Regions from separate parts of the Triticum aestivum genome. Here region 1 is linked to region 2. The links are chromatin contacts, called in public Hi-C maps. All regions are on one chromosome and are shown on one strand. The core of a region is the stretch at or near the end of the contact, and the rest is flanking DNA. Distances in the headings are between cores, read along the strand shown. Region 1 holds the start of LOC123188197 (insulin-degrading enzyme-like 1, peroxisomal). Region 2 overlaps LOC123185096 (E3 ubiquitin-protein ligase RDUF2).

Evidence for each region. Hi-C and Micro-C count contacts between places; a contact is called where the count stands out from the background.
Region 1: a contact with region 2 is called in a Hi-C map of leaf, with 7 times the contacts expected there. The contact joins the promoter of LOC123188197 here to the enhancer-like site in region 2.

Annotation. Positions count from the first base shown.
Region 1 is chr2A:174,966,751-174,973,374 of IWGSC CS RefSeq v2.1, forward strand. It overlaps LOC123188197 (insulin-degrading enzyme-like 1, peroxisomal), which reads left to right and starts at 4,507. Exons shown (of 26, transcript XM_044600235.1): 1 at 4,507-4,820; 2 at 4,923-4,998. The coding sequence starts at 4,638.
Region 2 is chr2A:174,590,619-174,597,783 of IWGSC CS RefSeq v2.1, forward strand. LOC123185096 (E3 ubiquitin-protein ligase RDUF2) reads left to right here. Exons shown (of 2, transcript XM_044597097.1): 1 at 1-146; 2 at 230-517. The coding sequence ends at 345. Among protein-coding and RNA genes, the nearest start is that of LOC123185096, 4.5 kb to the left of the region's middle. Within about 2 kb of position 4,998, at least 7 of the 8 cell types and tissues checked have an H3K27ac peak or open chromatin away from gene starts, as enhancers often do. A contact at or near this core is called in leaf, where this site is marked.

The DNA of each region.
Region 1 (6,624 bases), core at 3,257-5,756, 380 kb after region 2:
GGGGGGCACTAGATGCACTTACAGAGGGGCGCGCCCTCCCAAGCCCAATCCGAATTGGGAGGAGGGTTGGCCCCCCTTTCTTTCCTCCGCTCTCTCCCTTCCTTCCCTCTCTCCCTTCCTTCCCCTCCTATTAGGACTAGGAAAGGGGGAACCTACTCCTAGTAGGAGTAGGATTCCCACCCCCTTGGGGGCGCGCCCAAGGTGGCCGGCCGGCCCCCTCCTCCACCCCTTTATATACGGGGGAGGGGGCACCCCATAGACACACAAGTTGATTGTTTAGCCATGTGTGGTACCCCCTCCATAGAATTCCACCTTGGTCATATCGTTGTAGTGCTTAGGCGAAGCCCTGCATCCGTAACTTCATCATCACCGTCATCACGCCGTCGTGCTGACGAAACTCTCCCTCGGCCTCAACTGGATCAAGAGTATGAGGGACATCACCGAGCTGAACGTGTGTAGATCACGGAGGTGCCGTGCATTCGGTACTTGATCGGTTGGATCGCGAAGACATTCGACTACATCAACCGCGTTTCATAACACTTCTGCTTTCAGTCTATGAGGGTACGTAGACATACTCTCCCCCTCTCATTGATATGCATCTCCTAGATAGATCTTGCGTGATCGTAGGAATTTTTTTGAAATACTGCGTTCCCCAACAATATGTGGATATGAAAAAGTGGTTGAGGGCTTTTGGAGCATATCATTAAGCATTTTGAGAAAGCAAGTCATTAAGCAACACCTCACCCTCTTTCAATAGTATTGGCTTTTCCTATGGACTCAATATGATCTTGAATCACTAAAATTAAAAGTGTAGAGTCTTGAGCTTGAGCCAATATGTGTCCTTAGCATTTTGAGGGGTCCACATTCCTAGTCGATGCCATGCCAATCATTGAACTTTCTGAAATGATCATCTTGAAAGAGCATTAGTTCAATGAGCTATATGTTGTTAGGAATTACCAAAACCACCCATAGATAGTTGCACTTTCACCTGTCCACGCTCATTCTCAATGATCATGTTATGCATGATCACACGAGCAGTCATGATACCAAAGGTTTTTTTATCCCAGAATCTAGATGGTCCTCACACAATAGCAAATTGGCATTGCAAAATACCAAAAGCCCTCTCAACATCTTTCATAGCCATCCCTTGTGCATTGTGAAAGATGAGTTCTTTCTTACCTTGGGGTCTTGCTATTGGCTTGACAAAAGTACTCCACCTCGGGTAGATGCCATCCGCAAGATAATACCCATAGTTGTATGTGCGGCCATTTGCTTCGAAGGTCACCGATAGTGCTTCTCCATTTGCTAACTTGGCAAAAAGAGGTGACCGGTCGAGCACATTGACATCATTGCAAGATCTAGACATCCCAAAATATGAATGCCAAAACCATGTTTCTTGATGAACAACGGCCTCAAGATTGATAGTGGCATCCTTCCCGCGTCCCTTAAACTATCCATGTCATGCTTTTGGGAAATTTTTTAATTTTCAATGCATGCAATCGATGGACCCTAGCATAGCTGAAAACCCACAAGCTTTGTTCATCTCCAAAAGCCTATGACTGTCCTGAGCATTGATTGCTCTCAACTACCCTGGACCAAACACTTCTACCATACTCTTTGCAAATTGTTTGACATAGAAGATAAAAGTGCTCTCTGCCATCGCCAAGTTGTCATCAATGTAGTCTGTCGGAACACCATAGGCCATCATGCGCAAAGCGGCAGTGACCTTCTGCTCGGTGCTATGTCCAAGCAACCCGACACAATTCCTCCTCTGCTCAAAGGATCAGTCATGTTGCTTCACAGAATTGCAAATGTGGATGAACAAATCTTTGGACATTCTGAACCGGCGTCGGAAGTACCTCTCTGAAAAAACGGGAGGTGAACCAAAATAGTTGTGCATCAACCTCTTGTGCACGTCAAACCGTTCTCTCTGGATGAACTCACGGCCATACATGGAACTACCGTGCTTCGGCTTCTTCCTCTTGTGCATCACCACTAGCATAACAATGTCCCCTTCTTTGATCAAATAAAATTCCTCATCCGACGAGGAATCGTCCATGAAAGAGGAGTCACACGAGCTCATCTACAATGCGGAAATCACCATCAAACTCCATCTTCAACCCCAATGAAAAAACATTCAAGTTTGCTCGATTTTTACCTTGGGGGAATTTCGTCAAACACCTTGCGTGCGGGTTGGAAGAAATCGGCTGACTGCGGTTTGGGCAGCCGTTCAGCAGCGGCTTGTGCGGCCGCCAGCGGCAGCTCGACAGAGGAGACGGACGCAACCCTGCAGAGAAGATGGTGGGAGCTTGGTGTTGCGGGCGACCGACTTCACGCGGCTGGAAGAACGACGGAGGTGGGCTGCCATCGGGCGGGCGGTGTGGCATGCCTCCCATACCTCCAGCGATTGGGCGAGGCTCGGAACAAGCCCTGCCCATCCATGACCACGCCGTGGAAGCCACTATGACAGCCAGACTTCCAACGAAGCTTCGATTTGAAGCGGCGACTGGGGGCAACCATCTCTACTCTAGCGAGGCGGGCGGCGGGGGACAGGTGGGCGGGCGGGCGGCGATGTTGATTTTCGACGAAATCGACAAGCGGGGGAGTTGGGCAGGCAGGGTCGGGTGGACGGAAACCGAATGAAGGTAGTTGGGCAGTTGACGTGCGGCCGCCAATTTTACATCTTCTGTAGGTGGAGATGCAAATTTGCATCCACTGAAGATGCCCTTATATTGTTTTAGCGGAAAGGGCCGATTTGCGCCTTCAAGATCAGGGCTGTTTGGTTTGTACCCTGGTTTCGTCAACAATTTGGCATGGAATCAGGGGTGTGTTTGGTTGCCTGCATAAGACCCAGCCTGGCCCGTGCGGGAAAGATTGAGCCCGTTTGGTTGTCTGCGTTCACTGTGCGGCCTGCATCGCACGGAACTTAAAGCACGTCCAGGCCAGGCCCAGGGGAAACGTCCGAATCGGCAGTAGCTCGCGAGCCTGGCTCGGGCGAGGCAGGGGGCGCGACGCGCTTCTCCCCTCGTGCGAGCAGGGAGATGGCGTGAGCTCGCCCGCGTCGCTGAAAAATCAGCAAGAGGATTTTGGCTCACCTCCCGCCGAGTCCACCCTTATTTAGCCCCTCCCTCACCGCCCCAACTCCCGCCACCATTCTCCCTCCATTCGAGCTTTCCTGCCGACGCGCATCGGCACCGACGAGCAGGTAAGCGGCACATCTTCATCGGCCCGCGGTCCACGACGTCGGCGCTCCTTCACCGACCGGCGTTGATCTTCCACGACCGCCCCCTCGTCCTCGAGCTGCAGCCATGGCCTCTGTGAGTTCAATCTCCCTTTCCCACTGTTTCTTCTAGCTAGATCTGAGCTGCAACTAGGGTTTGATCTAGATGCATGGTTGATTAGTAATCTGATCTGTGAGCTGATATGGTTGATTGCTATGCTGCGGTTGCAATTTGTGGTAGGGATAGATGTTCAAGCATGTGGTAGGCTAGATTAGTAGTAGAGTTTGAAGTTGAACCTTGTGCTTGTGTTGAATTGTGCTTAGATCTGTGATTTGTAACTATTGGTGGTCCATTTGTAGCATGCTGTTTGTTGTAGATGTATGTTCCTGCTCATAGATTGTCCGGTATGCTTAGTATGATAGCAATGAAGCATGTGCTTGCTATGATAGTGATGAACCATGTACATGTATACTCTGCTTTCATGGGTTGTCTGGTATGTTGTGTGCTATGCTTACTGTCAATGCGTGCTACGATTGTAGGACATGACCACGCAGACGCAAGATCTTAGTCAGGCCTTTGTCCTGTCCGATAACCAGTTTGCTTCATCGTTTGTCGAAGGACTTGCAGCGTATGTCCAAGATGGCATCTGATTTAGAGGTGTTCGCGTCTGATTCCCTCTATGTGCCAGTAGTGCTAGTTGAACTAACTCCTGCTGCTGCTGCTGGCGCTGCACTCAAGGTAGCAGCAGCAAAGGCAAAAAAAGATGGTAGGTCGAACAACATGAAGTGACAGCCGTTCATGTCCACGTTCGTGCTGAATAAAATGTGTGAGCTCATCTCTAATGGAGTTAGGACTGACAAAGGCTTCAGGGAGGTGCACTTGAACACCGTTGCGAAGCAGGTATTCGATTTCTGTGGGCAGGAGGTGTCTGCCACCCAGGTGTTTTAGGTGTGGGTAAGCTTGTCAACTAGGGTACAAGGTAAGCACAACATGTACACCGTATGCAACCAAACACCGTGTTCATGTGCCGCTTGAACCAATGCAGGCAACTAAACAAAGTGCACTTGCGTATTACTTAATGAGAGACACTAATACAAGCAACCAAACAACTTACAGATGATGTATTAGAACCTATTTTTACTTAACCAGACTGAGTTGAGAAATGTATATAATACAGAAATTATAGCAAACCGCAACCAAACACTCCCAGATGAAGGATGAAGGGAGTGCGGGCGAGCTGGGCGTGCCAAAAGAATCGGAAGTAAATCCAAACACACCCACGTCCCAGTCAACGCCGATATTTTGGCTTGGCGTTGAGAGCAGCGATCCAAACGGCCCCTAAAACCAACCCGAGCAGCGAGCCTCGCCCCAAGACTTGCCCTCCCCTAGCGCCGACGACGACTGGGCGGCGACGCGATGGATTCGAGGCTGCGAGAGGTGGACGCCCCCGCCGAGCCGGCCGACGGCGCCGCTGCGCTGGCCACCGCGAAGGCTGAGGTGGAAGTCACCAAGCCCCGCAACGACAGGCGCGGGTACCGCCGCGTGGTGCTCCCGAACGCCCTCGAGTGCCTCCTCATCAGCGACCCCGACACCGACAAGGTCAGCTCCAGTCGCCCACTCGCTCTTCAATCGGGACGGGCCGGGGTTTCGTGGCAGCTTCTTGGTTTCGTCCAGATTCTGAAATTCGCGATTTGTTTGCAGGCTGCGGCGTCGATGAATGTCTCGGTGGGGTACTTCTGTGATCCCGACGGGATGGAGGGGCTCGCGCACTTCCTTGGTGAGCGCTCTGCCGTGGCTTGTTGCGTTACACCCACCCAGGGCCAGGGGCATGCTTGATACTGCTGCTTTTGCTGTAGTTAGTCGTTCAGGGATCATCTTACAGACGCTAGTGACGAAAATCTTACTGCAGCTGCGACCTAACAACCTCGATTTCTCAGTTGCCGTGCCTTGTCTTCTTGTGAAAACGCAGAAACTTGAGTCTCGATGCATTGATAGATAGAAAAAGAGTTCATTAGAAGCCCCAAAGCACAAGGCAACACAGCTCGGTAGTAGTAGCAGTCCCTGGATACTCGCAGTAAGACCCACCGCCCCTGCTCTCGCCCACAACTGCGCCTCAGATTTGATTGTGCTTAGCGAACTGGTGATATGCGACATTGTGATGCCTCCATCCACCAAGCTGTGAGCATGGTGATGAGGTGCCATTGCGCATCAAGGCCGGGGTGAACCCGGTGGGCCGGTACCACCAGTCAATGAAGTCCTCACCGATAACCAGAGGCACTGCATTGGATCCGATCCAAGATAGGACCTCATGCAACTGGGTTAGTGAGAAGGGGTAACCAGTGAGAAGGTGAGTCATGGTCTCTGCGATTGGTCGCAAAGCAGACAATGCGGGTGGTCGTGCAAGCCCAGCCTTGCCAGCCTCTCGGCAGTGCAGCAACGCTTTTGGCAAGCAAGCCAAACGAACAACTTCGCCCTCGGTGGAGCCCAGCGTGCCAGTTCAACCAACAACAGCCCCCTGAAAGAGGGTCTCTCTGTCGCCGTGCTATTGCTCTTGTTATGATTTTATACTCGTGTGGCCTATCACTGCAATTTGCTAGTTTGTTATGAAAGGCTTTTTTCAATTGGGATTACTGCTATAGAATGTCCTGATATATTGGGATGTGTGTGCTTCTGGGTTGTTCAGTAGAGTAACCACTAGCATGACATTAATCATCGAATAAGTAAATACAGATACAAGTCGGCACCAATTTGGATGTGCATGTTCTTTTCACAGTCCTTGTACCATAAATAATCAAGGAGAAAGAAACAGAATTCTGGATGTTCATACATCAGCATGGTACTCGCTTCTTCAATTTGCTACCTGGAGTTTTGCATATTTCCCTTTTGGATAAAGGGGATTTTGGTGATGAAATCAAACTACAAGAGCCGAGGTCTTCAGGTCCTCGAAAATGTAAGATGTACTGGCGTGGTCAGACCAAACCATATGTGACCCCCCCACCACACACACACACAACACAAAACTTCAAGCATCATACCATAAAAAACAAGGTTTTCAAGATGTTCGAGTTCTGCATATTCCCCTTGACATCCTAGAGTAAAGTTCTAGCATCATCTCTTCATTTTAAAAAAGAACAGCGAAACACATATTGCATGGCCATTAGAGAACCTGATTCGCTTGCAACTGAACGTCTGAATGTGAAATTGACATCTTCTGATAGAATGTTGAACGCAGCATCTTACTAATACTAATAAGTAATAATGACCCAGGAGCTCAAAGATTATGTGGTGAGGAGTGGCAACTAGCTGTACTAAGTAGACCTGCAGAGTAAACCTAAGGGTAGATGCCACAAATTGTGCTTGCTATATTTTAAACTTGTTTTCCATATCGCTCTATCTCTAGGAT
Region 2 (7,165 bases), core at 3,748-6,247:
CGACAACGAGCCGTGCAGGTGGGCACCAGAAAGGCTGAATTGCGGGCACGTCTTCCATGGGCAGTGCATCAAGCCGTGGGGCGCCGTCAACCTGGCTTGCCCAGTCTGCAACACAACCCACATCCAGCTTCTTGGGAAGACGCCCGGTGAGTTTTTGATTCTTGGATGAATAATGAACACCTCTGATTATGCCTTGTTAATTCTGACATCATTTTCCCTCCAATTGCAGGCGACGCCAGGGCAGCAAGGCACCGGTACTCATTCAGCCATCTCGAGAGCTCGGTCACCACCAAGGATGACATCGCCGTCGGCAGCTCGAGCTTCCGGCAACGAGATTGGGATTGAGTTTCCCGGGGGCGGGGGATGAATTCTAGAATGCTGTAGTGTTTTCTCTTTCGATCGTAGAACTGAATTGTTGGTCTATTGATTAGCATCAGTAGAGAAGTGGTGTTTGCCCCGGTTGTAGCGTAGTGAAAATTGACGATGTGAAATTAACATGATGTTTGATGTTTCTGAAGTGTGCCTTTCTTCAGCTACTTTTTTTCGAGGGTACACCAATAGTGTATCATAACTTTATAGAAGAGAGAAAATTATGTACAAGAGATTACATATGTGCTAGTTAGGTGTCACAAGTCGACCCTAACCAAACCTCCACACCACTCCCTAGCTCTACTTGACTACTCTAATAATAGATGACCTCCGAATGCTCCTGCTCTGGCCCAGGTCCTCAGATCATCAAAGATCATGTCCACCGTATCCCACTCGCTCTTGATCATGCCCGTGCCAAATACTCTCGCGTTCATTTGCTTCCATAGCGTCCAACAGATTAGCATCACGACAGTGTCAAAGCCTTTCCGAGATTGCTTATCTATTCTTTTCCTAGCTTCCGTCCACCACTGCACCAATCTTGAGTTGTTAGATGGATATAGGTCCGCCGTCAATCCCATTCTAGTGATGCAGCGGAACCACACTTGTCGCGAGAACACACACTGCAACAAAATATGGTCCACCGTGTCCTCCTCCTGGTCGCACAAATAGCATTTTGATGTTTGATCTTGCAAACCGTGCCTAGCTCTCATATCCGATGTCCACAGTCAGTATTGCACAGCCAGCCACATGAAGATCTTGCACGCAAGGGGTGCCCGACACTTCTAGATGGCCCCGAAGGAGTGGAATCTAACTCCTCCCTCACACAACATCTTGTACGCATAAGAAGCTGTGTAAACACTGGTCGCGTTCCAAGCCCAGACGAGGCAGTCCTCAACTTGAGCGTCTAGTTGAACTTCCAAGAGGATCTCCCAGAGTCCAATGAATTGGGCGAGGCCCTTAGAGCAGAGGTCTCCTACAATGTCATCCATCCATGTATGCATGCCCATCGCGTCCCGTACAAGTCTCCTGTTTGCCACTTGCGTCCGCACCTTTGCCACAAGTAATGGGGCAATATCTTTGATAGCTGCACCGTGTATCCATCGGTCTTTTCAGAACAAGGTCTTGCCTCCTAAGCCAACTTTCCATTTAACCAGGCTCCCAAACGCTTGGTCCACCTTTTTGTCCACGGTCAAGTTGAGCCCTTGCCAAGGTCTAGTGACATCCGTGTGTCGGAGCCATTCCCATCTTAGTCTTAATGCGATGTCGTGCTTGTATAGGTCAATGACTCCCAGCCCACCCATGTGCTTAGGCCTGCACACCCTAGTCCAGGAGACAACACATTTGCCCCCATTCACCGCCTCTGTTCCAGCCCAGAAAAATGCACGGCAACCTTTGTCCACTCTTTCCAGTGCCCATTTTGGTGCCTCCGCGATCATGAGGTGATGAGTGGCTCGCGCTCTCATGACTTGATTGACAAGGATGAGTCTCCCAGGCCTCGTCACAAGGCCCCTTTGCGATCCTGACAAAATGTGCAGAGTTGTATCCACTATCGGCTGCCACTCGGATCTTTTGAGCTGCCTAATGCTTAGCTGTAGCCTAAGGTATTTGCACGGAGAGGTGTCAATCTTCCATGGCAGTGCAGACTTGACAAGCTCCTCATCCTCACTCTCGGCCCTAATCATGATTGCCGCAGATTTGGTATAATTGACTTTGAGCCCTGATGCCACACCGAAGATGGTGAGAATTTCCTTGACGAACATGAGATCAGACCATGTTGGTTTTATGAAGAGCACCACATCATTAGCGTACAAGGACAGGCGCTGCACAGGGCTACATCCATTGATGGAACTAAGCACTCTGGCCTCATGCGCCTTGCTAATGATAGCCGTTAGAATGTCCATGGCATAACAAAAAGCAAGGGGGATATCGAGTCCCCTTGCCTAAGTCCTTTGGCGTGCATGAACTTGTCACCAGCGCATCCATTCGCTAGAATTCTCGAGCTGGCAGTGGTAAGAAAGGTCGCAATCCAAGAAATCCAACGCTCCGAGAATCCTTTCGCCCTTAACACATCGAACAGGAACGGCCACGCTAGAGAGTCAAAAGCTTTGGATATGTCAAGCTTTAGCAATACTCCCTTGGCTTTCCTCCGATGCATCGTGCGCGTCATTTGCCGAACCAAGAGGAAGTTATCATGCAAGCATCTGCCTTTTGTGAATGCGGCCTAGTTCGTCTGAACAAGCTCTCCCATGCATGGTCTTAGTCTGGCAGTCAGTAGCTTGGATGCAATCTTGGGCATACTGTGCACCAGGCATATAGGTCGGAAATCAAAAATAGTGCATGCTTCCGGTGACTTTGGAATGAGCGTGATCAAAGCCTGGTTAAGTCTTCCAATTCCCCTTCCATTGCCTAGGAAGAGCTTGTGTATCGCAGCTACTAGATCCTCCTTGATTATTTCCCAAGCTTTTTGGAAGAAAAGACCTATGAACCCATCCGGCCCAGGCGCCTTATCCGATGGCAAGTCCTTGATTACTGGCCAAATCTCCTCTTCAGAAAACACGCGATCCTGCTTCGAGAGGTCCACACGCAAAACACCAAGACCCTCCAAGTCGAGCGTGAAGTCTCGGGCACCGTCCTTGCCAAGCAGCTCTTTGTATGCCTTGTAGAAGGCATCCTCCTTGTGATCCGTGATGATGTGCCCATCCATGGTCAAGGAAGGTATGTAGTTTTTCATATGCCTTTCCATTCGCTACCAAGTGAAACAACTGCGTGTTTGTGTCCCCTTCTTGTAGCCATGTTATTCTCGACCTCTGCCGCACTATAGTCCTCTCTAGGGATGCAAGCCCTAGTACCAGTTGTTTTAGGGTTCTTCTAAGACATCTCTCCTCCTCTGTCAGTGCTCTACTCTCCTGAGCGCAGTCAAACCGCGGAATGACAATGTTGGCAATAGCGATTTGCAGTTTGATATTTCCTATCTCCTTTTGTCCCCATGTTGCAAGCGCTCGGGCTGTGTTTCTGAGCATGATGTCGAGACGCATGAAAGGATCAGTAATATCTGGATCGCAAACCCAAGCCTCCTTGATGACATCCAAAAACCCATCCATCTTGACCCATAACTTTTCAAAGCAGAACCTCCTTTTGGCATGCATGTGTTCATGGAGCGCGAGATGCAGCGGGCAATGGTCAGAGTACTCTATAGATAAAGCTTGCAGCAAGCACTCCGGGTGCTCGAGCTCCCAATCAACGGACACAAAAGCGTGGTCTATTTTAGTGAGAGTGGGCGTCTCCCTTTCGTTGCTCCACGTGTATTTGCGCCCATGCAAGAAGAGCTCCTTTAGCGCGTTATCATCGACGAAACGTTTGAACTTCCCCATCATTCTCCTGTCCAAGTTGGAGTTATTTTTGTCTGTCGCGTATAGGATGAGGTTAAAATCTCCTATGACAAGCCATGGCCTAGGGCATAGCGATCTACAGTCCGATAGTTCGTTCAAGAAGTTAATCTTGAGCACATCATCCTGAGGCCCATATACTACTGTTAGCCACCATGGCGCCCCTCCTTGGGCGAGATGTACCCAGTGATGCTATGAGTATCATTGGCATAGTTTGTCAAGAGAACCCGCGTGGTGTCCCATGCCACAAATATACCGCCTCTAGTATCCGACGCCGGTAAGTAGGTGAAATCATCATAGTTTGGCCCCATGCATTGCAAGATTACAAAAGTGTCCACCACCTCTAATTTGGTTTCAAGTATACAGACGACCGCCGCGCGAGTAGAATCTACAAAACCTCTAAGGTCCTTCCTTTTGGCAAGATTGTTGAGACCTCTAACATTCCAGCACACCAACTCCAAAGCGTTGAACGACATCAGATGAATATGCCTCCAACACCGCCGGTGCCAACGCACCTACTGCACCAATAGTGGCTCGGCCATCCCTGTCTCCTTCGCAAGATTGAGCGGTATCACTTTCTCGAAGATAGCTGCGATGGCCCTCAATTGCGGCTCCTGGAGTGGTGAGTCGAACACCGTACGTAGCTGACCTGGCGCGTCCTCCGAGACCGCCAGATCATCACAGTCGAATCCCAGGGTTTTAAGAAGCACCGTTTCGGCTACCAAGGCCTTCGTCTTCCTAGAGCTGCCGGCACAGATGGACCGTGTTGCGCGGCGTGGAGTGAAAGGATCCTGCCCTGTTTTAACCCCTCGCAGCCCTTGGAACTCCTTGAGCAACGGTGGTGCGAGCTTTTTGAGCAACCCAGCACAGAACGCCTTAATGTTTCCAAGTGCCACCACTTCCTTGTCAGATAAATTCCCCTCATGGTGCTGTGATGCAATTGCACCAGCGTCCGATGCATTATCGCCATGCAACGGTTCGTGCATGCATGCTTCTCTCGTGGTCACATCAGCCTCCATATTCCTTCCCCCATATTCCTGTGTGGCGGGTCCCATGTCTGCCGCGCCACCTGATGGACATGCCATCTCCCCCGCTGTCGCTAGCTGCAACACGTCCAACACTAGGGCCCACCCATTTGCTGTCTGGTCGGGAACCTGCACCGGTGGCCTATCCTGCTATAGTGTCTCCTCCTTGGTTCCAGCGTGGGGATGGGCAGCAGCGTCCCCCACATGCCGGTCCACCTCCCGATGCGCCAGGTCCTCAGACCCATCCTGCACATTTGCATTGGCTGGCATTGGATCCCCCAGTGCCACGTCCGGGCAAGCCTCGCCCTACGCTTTATCTGCCGCCTCGGGATCGGCGTGGGTCCCTTTCTCGGTCTCCGGATCTGAGCTAACTGCACCCACCGCTGCGATCTGATTGGCCTGTTCCCTTATCTCCTCCTGGTCAAAAGTAGCCTCCTCCGGCCCCAGCGCTGTAGGCAGTTTCGGATTGGCCACCCCCGCAGCATGTGCTGGCGTGGCCCCCAGGCTCCTCCCCGGATCTTCTATGGCCAACTGCGGCTGCTGCACAAGTGACACACCAGCATCAGCGGCCACGGCCACCTGCCTCAGCCCTGCCGCAGTCACCACGGAACTGCCCCTGGGCGCGTGTGTCGGCGCCGCCGTGCCAGATGCCATCGGCGGGATCCTCCAATCAGATGGCCCAATTCTCCCAAGCAAGGCCTGCCTGTAGGTTCGACCTGGTGCACCACTAGCAGGCGCTCCACCATGAACGCCCCTAGTCCATGGCAGGACACGCCATTCTCCCTAACCAGAGAAGTCCCCGAAATCCTCTGGCATTCCACTTTGCCCGCTGATGTCTACTACACAACCTTCTTCTTGTAGACGTTGTTGGGCCTCCAAGTGCAGAGGTTTGTAGGACAGTAGCAAATTTCCCTCAAGTGGATGACCTAAGGTTTATCAATCCGTAGGAGGCGTAGGATGAAGATGGTCTCTCTCAGGCAACCCTGCAACCAAATAACAAAGAGTCTCTTGTGTCCCCAACACACCCAATACAATGGTAAATTGTATAGGTGCACTAGTTCGGCGAAGAGATGGTGATACAAGTGGTATATGGATAGTAGATAATAGTCTTTGTAATCTGAAAATATAAAAACAGCAAGGTAACTAATGGTAAAAGTGAGCATAAACGGCATTGCAATGATAGGAAACAAGGCCTAGGGTTCATACTTTCACTAGTGCAAGTCCTCTCAACATAATAACATAGTTGGATCACATAACTATCCCTCAACATGCAACAAAGAGTCACTCCAAAGTCACTAATAGCGGAGAACAAACGAAGAGATTATGGTAGGGTACGAAACCACCTCAAAGTTATTCTTTCCAATCAATCTGTTGGGCTATTCCTATAAGTGTCACAAACAGCCCTAAAGTTCGTACTAGAATAACACCTTAAGACACAAATCAACCAAAACCCTAATGTCACCTAGATACTCCAATGTCACCTCAAGTATCCGTGGGTATGATTATACGATATGCGTCACACAATCTCAGATTCATCTATTCAACCAACACATAGAACCTCAAAGAGTGCCCCAAAGTTTCTACCGGAGAATCACGACGAAAACGTGTGCCAACCCCTATGCATAGGTTCATGGGCGGAACCCGCAAGTTGGTCACCAAAACATACATCAAGTGAATCACGTGATATCCCATTGTCACCACAGATATGCACGCCAAGACATACATCAAGTGTTCTCAAATCTTTAAGGACTCAATCCGATAAGATAACTTCAAAGGGGAAACTCAATCCATTACAAAAGAGTAGAGGGGGGAAGAAACATCATAGGATCCAAATATAATAGCAAAGCTCGTGATACATCAAGATCGTATCATCTCAAGAACACGAGAGAGAGAGAGAGAGAGAGAGAGAGAGAGAGAGAGAGAGAGAGATCAAACACATAGCTACTGGTACATACCCTCAGCCCCGAGGGAGAACTACTCCCTCCTCATCATGGAGAGCACCGGGATGATGAAGATAGCCACCGGAGAGGGATTCCCCCCTCCGGCAGGGTGCCGGAACGGGTCTAGATTGGCTTTCGGTGGCTACGGAGGCTTCTGGCGGTGGAACTCCCGATCTATTGTGCTCCTTGATGTTTTTAGGGTATATGGAGATATATAGGCGGAAGTGTTGGGGAACGTAGTAATTTCAAAAAATTTCCTACGCACACGCAAGATCATGGTGATGATATAGCAACGAGGGGAGAGTGTTGTCTACGTACCCTCGTAGACCGAAGCGGAAGCGTTGACGCAACGTAGAGGAAGTAGTCGTACGTCCTCCGGTTCAACCGATCCAAGTACCGTTACTCCGGCACCTCCGAGTTCTTGACACGCGTACAGCTCGATGAC